2 separate regions of the Gossypium hirsutum genome follow, and region 1 is linked to region 2. A link is a contact called in public Hi-C data. All regions are on one chromosome and are shown on one strand. The core of a region is the stretch at or near the end of the contact, and the rest is flanking DNA. Distances in the headings are between cores, read along the strand shown. Region 1 has its middle 4.5 kb from the start of LOC107952568. Region 2 holds the start of LOC107951136 (amino acid transporter AVT6A).

Evidence for each region. Hi-C and Micro-C count contacts between places; a contact is called where the count stands out from the background.
Region 1: a contact with region 2 is called in a Hi-C map of leaf, with 3 times the contacts expected there. The contact joins the enhancer-like site here to the promoter of LOC107951136 in region 2. A contact is called at or near these places in 12 of 34 Hi-C or Micro-C datasets (callus, hypocotyl, leaf and 2 more).

What each region holds. Positions count from the first base shown.
Region 1 is chrA02:19,900,212-19,903,006 of Gossypium_hirsutum_v2.1, reverse strand. No RefSeq gene overlaps it. Among protein-coding and RNA genes, the nearest start is that of LOC107952568, 4.5 kb to the right of the region's middle. Within about 2 kb of position 1,501, at least 3 of the 9 cell types and tissues checked have an H3K27ac peak or open chromatin away from gene starts, as enhancers often do.
Region 2 is chrA02:19,613,162-19,615,950 of Gossypium_hirsutum_v2.1, reverse strand. It overlaps LOC107951136 (amino acid transporter AVT6A), which reads right to left and starts at 1,518. Exons shown (of 5, transcript XM_016886070.2): 1 at 1,041-1,518; 2 at 789-941; 3 at 508-711; 4 at 1-107. The coding sequence starts at 1,464. It overlaps LOC107951137, which reads right to left. Exons shown (of 3, transcript XM_041083046.1): 2 at 2,564-2,741; 3 at 2,285-2,383. The coding sequence ends at 2,595.

The DNA of each region.
Region 1 (2,795 bases), core at 252-2,751, 290 kb before region 2:
AGTGTTTGGATACATAATTGATTTTCCAAGAGGGATTTGAGTAATAGTTATAGATTTTTGTATTTATAAAATATTACTATATAAGTAATAGATTTTTTGAACAGATGACATGGCACGTTGATCTTGTTGACTGGTCAATGGTGGTAAACATTGAGGGTCAATGTCGATTAATGTCTAAGGTCAACATGCCACGACATCAATTTAAAAAATCTATTTATATAATACATAAAAAAATATCTCCCTAAATAAAAATATTTTATAACAACTACAAAACTATAGAATTGTTACTGGAAATTTTATTGAAAACACAATTTTGTAACCAAATACTCAAAGTTCTATGCAAAACCCAATTTTGTAAAAGTTCTTTAAAAATTAAAAAAAAATTGATAAATAAAAATTTTAAAATTTATAATGTCCAAAAAAATAAATTTATGATTTTTACAAATTTTGATTAACAATTTTTACAATTTTATGGTAACAAAATTGCATTTTCAAAGGATTTTCAATAATAGTTCTAGAATTTTCTAGTTGTAATAAAATATTGTCATTTAGTAGAATATTTTGTTATGGATTATATAAATAGATTTTGAACCTATGAGTGTCACATTGACTCCAAACACTGATTGGTGTTAACTAACGTTGGTTGACATTGACCTTGATGTTAATCAACATTGACCATCATTGACTGACGTTGGGGTCAATGTGCCAAATCATCAATTCCAAAATCTATTTATATAATATATACGTAACTACTAAAATCTATATTATATAACAATATTTGATAGGGATAACAAAATCTATAACTAACATATCTAACATCTTCCAATAGAAATTTTAGAAATTTATGAAAATAAAGTTGACGGGAAGCTAATATTAAAAGAAGCTAACTCAAGAATTTTCCTTTCTTTCTTTATGCTAATCTCTTTCAAGTTCTGAAAAAAGAAAGAAGCTTGTAAATTTGGGCTAATAACCACATTTTAGTGTCCACGTGAAAATTATGTGGCTCAACAATAACCATGAATCTCACTTTGTATTAGTGTTCAGTCATATCTAATAGCTCGTTCATAAGACTTTAGGCATTGAAGTTTGTGAGACGGGGTCTGAAAATTTGGATGCTTCTGACAATCTATAAGGATTAAGAGTGAATATCGATAAGGAACAGCAGCATGACCCAACAACCCACAAATTATAATGCAAGAACAGCTGAATTATTACTTACATCATCAATAATCAACGACCAACCGAAACGCGGAAACCCAAACCCCTATCTTTAAGTAATAGTAAAATCTATTACAGAAACCCTAGCAAAACATGTAATATAATTAAGTAGATGGCGAGAAAAACAAATAATAGGTGAGCCCAGCTGAGGTCACGATCGACGCTCATGTGACTAGCTTCGTAGCTTCCCCCACCTATTCAAATTGTTTTATCTTTTAGGTCAGTCAAGAGAGGAGTATATATTTCAAAAGAAGCAAAAGAAAGAAAGAGAGAGAGAAAATATATATGTATACACGCTGCTGTGCTGACTCAAAAGGAATCAACTTGTTTCCCTAGCAAACAAATTAGAGTTTGTTTAGATGAGAACATGATTACTTTTTTCCTGAGTTTGATGAGTTGAAACTTTCGGTGAGTTTCCATGGCAGATGGCAACCAGAGAGAGAAAAAGAGCATGCAATAAGCGTGTTTGGCCCCCAAAGACCAACATTAATGAAATATATCCTTGATATTCTTGCTTTGTTTTTTATATATTAATTTTAAGTCCGTATGAGACACGAATATAAAAATTATATTTTTATTATGAATGAAATAAACATTTGTACTTAATTATATTTTATTTATCTAAAATAAATAAGTTCGTATGAAATTTTGAATGTAAAACTAATTCTTTAAATTTATTATTTTTAAAATTAAAAAACCAATAATACATTACTAAAGAAACATGATTAAACATTGTAACAAAAATTTATCCACTTTCATAAAAGTTGATTTAAAAAGTTTACAAAATTTAATTTATAAAATAAAATAATGCTGAAAATATATTAATGAACATAAAAATATAGCTTCTAAAACTAATGTGATGAAAATTATAATATACAATATAAGAGAATGGATCGTATGGAACTGTGATTCCACGCTGTTTTTATTTTTTTCCAATAGGAGAATGACAAATTAAATTTTTTCTCTTGATGAAAAAAATCTAATTTATCATTCTTCTATTAAAAATGAATAAAAATAATATAAAATCACAGTTTCATATAATCTTTTTTCTCAATAGAAAAGTAAATTAGAAGATTATTACTATATGTGCAAGTTCCGTATGTTGGAATTTGTCTTCCCTTTTTATTATTGTCCTTTTATAAATGTTATCTGTTGGGATCTTAGGTGTTTTTTTTTTCTCATGATTTATCTCATATTCAAGCATTTTCTTGCTGGACACTATATTTTTACCTGATAGTTTGTATATTGATATTGATCTAATATGGAAACCTATATACCGATAAGTGTAATAAAGGGAATAAGATATACAAAATTCTTCATGAGAGAGATATTCAGTAATATCTAGGACCAAATTTTCATAAGGACGGGAGGGTTATACTGTTCTGTAAATTACGATATTACACGTGACATAATTTTGAGTTTAAATATTAAAAAAATTATTTAGGGGTAAGTAAACTCAATTCGAATAGAAAAAAATTAATTTTTTTTTAATTTCGAGTTAATCGAATCAAATTATTCATTTTTTCAAATAAACTCGAATAAGTAATTTGAGTCGAGTTGAATTTTACAATTTAAAT
Region 2 (2,789 bases), core at 269-2,768:
TCCGAAGAAGCTGGTGGCAATGTAGAGAGAAGAGCAAAACATGAGGGACTTCCTAACAATTAACTTCATCTGTGTAGGGTCTCTCAGTTCATTCGCTATTGGGAGTACTGCACAGGTGTATCCAAGACAAAAGGAAATAGATAAAAACAAAAGGGTTGATCAATTGTCATATAAACAAGCATATATTAAAATTTTAACAATATTTGCCATGTAAGGAGGAGAGTTGTTGGAACACTTATTTCAGAGAAAACTTTTGTTACAATAGCGCATCATATTTGTAATTCTATGTAATGTTGAACCATAAATGGATTACTTGTTCTTCGCAGAGTTTTAGGTATCAACAGGTACATTAAGCATCTCTTACCGTTAAAGCATTCAATCAACTCAAAGATGCAACTAATTTGGTACAAATTGGAAGATAATCAACTTGAACCAACAACTAAACAAAACCAAATTATGATAATAAATACTTAGAAGTGTAGAAGGAATCAATCTCTGATGACTTACCGTTATGGTGGCATATATAAGCAGTGACTAGAACAGGAACAGTGGTGAAAAGCTTCCAAAACGATGCCTGGTTTTCAAGTTTCGGCATTAAACGAGGCATTTCGATTTTCCCTTCCATCAACTTAACAATGGTAACTCCCGCTGTTATTGCCACAAATACGATCACGAAACCAACTGACAATGCCGATGTGTATCTCAATGAATCTAAAATCACGAAAAACAACAAGCATTCAATAAAAGTATAGCAGCAATTTAGAATTTTTGAGGAGTGAGTTAGTTACCAACGCGTTTGAATGAAATGAAAGGTGCGAAAACGAAGAGCGTGGTGAACATGAGCAAAGCCGAACGCGTTGTCCACCAGTGTTCACCGAACCATTCTTCCATAACTCCCTTGTGGTGGAACCCATCCTCCCATGTCCCCGACAACACATCACCTGCAATCAATTCAAATTCAGAGGTGATCGAAGGGCAATTAGTCGTTCCACGAAGCTTAATTTTTTTTTTTGGGGGGGGGGGGAGGGTTTCAAACTTACCTATGATGATCATGTAAACCACAAGCATGCCCAAATTGTTGATGACGATGCAAACCTGAAGGATGTTACGGCCGGTCCCACCGAAAGCGTCAGCGGCAACGCCTGAATACGTGGCCGACTTGGAGGCTCGACTGAACCTAAGTATCTTATCGATGGATGATCCCGTTAGCATAGAGACGAATATGATTGCGAATAGACCCGGGATTAGGCCCAACTGATTGACGGTGGCTGGGAGCGCCATGATACCGGCTCCCACAACTGTGGTCGAGAGGTTGAAAATGGCTCCTGAAGTTGAAGCCCCATCAAAGCCGGCTTCGGGAGTCTCGAGTACTCGGTAGCCCTGCTTTTGTGGGAGGAGAGCCTCTCCTCGGGGACTCCGTCGGTGTTTACTGTCTGAGAAGGAGGGCATAATATTCATTTTCATCACTTTGGTGGTTAAAGCCGTTGAATGAGGCCGTTCAAGAAGAAGAGTCTTAGGAAGTTTTTGAAGATGATAGCAAGTCCCGAGTCGGGAAGGTCTTCACGCGGGAAGTGACCGGACGATAAATTGCGAACACGTGTAACTACCGTGAAAGTTTCCAGAAAATAGAAACGCAGCCAGCGAGAGAGGGTCCTTTGGGCTTTGAAGATTTCGTCCGTCACGGCCTTTCTTTTTGGTGTAATTTTATAGATCGAAATGGAAAGGCTCCAATAACACAATGGTTACGGGAAGTACAAGGAAAGCGAATGGCGACTTGACACCTATAAACCAATGACCTCATCTCCCTACATGAAAAAAAAAAAAACCAAGCTTTTGGTTGCTCAAAATGGAAATTTTATTAAATCTTCCTGTTACTTCTTTCTGTTATAGTAAAACTGCTTTCTTTTTTTTTTGTTGGTTCAATTATTAAATTACATTTTGTTTTACCAAGAAAACGAGAATTTCATTGGTGTAAATTATGTTTTTTCTGCCATTTGAGAGCCTTTTTTAGCTTTCAGTTTGCAACAGCTAGGCTAACCATTAAAGAGTCCATAAATGGACCATTGTCCTTCGGCCAACCCTAATTTGCTTGTGGGTGGGTTAATAATGCCTAACGTGGTCCCTTTAATTAGTTAATTCAAGTACCAAACCCGGGTGGTACGTTCACCTAGCTTTCAACAACGCTGTGGTTTGAATCTAAAGCACCTGCACTGCACTTTACCATTCCACCCACAAGCAAATTACCATCCATAAAGTAGGGGAAAAAAGGACTGAAATTACCTCGTAAGTTAAAGATGGATCAAGGGTTTCATCATATAACTTGGGTCTCTGACATTTTCTCAAAGTAACTTCATGCAAGGTGCCATAGCATGGTACTGTGCTACTGTCAATATTTAACTAATATCAGAGGGTTAACCATACTAAAACAGTTAAATCCAACACAAGGTATTTCAGGCTGCATTCCATGCATGTATGCCAGATATATGACCAAGGCACAACATCACATTGATAAAGTGTTAGTATCAAGTAAACAAGATTAATACTTGGCCATGTTAGAACTCACAAAAGTTTCCATCATCTTGCACATAGATAATTCAATGTTTTCTCTTTCTTTTGTTGCTTCCCTTGATCTTCTTGTCCGGAGCTGTCTGTGAAGACTGCAACTTTACGCCTACAGCTGAACTCCACAAAGCCCTTTCTACATCTGAAGGTCTGAAGGAGTCACCCATTGAACTTAGTTCCTGTAATAAGAAACATAGATCATCCTTTTCGGAAAGGTATTTCCTGGA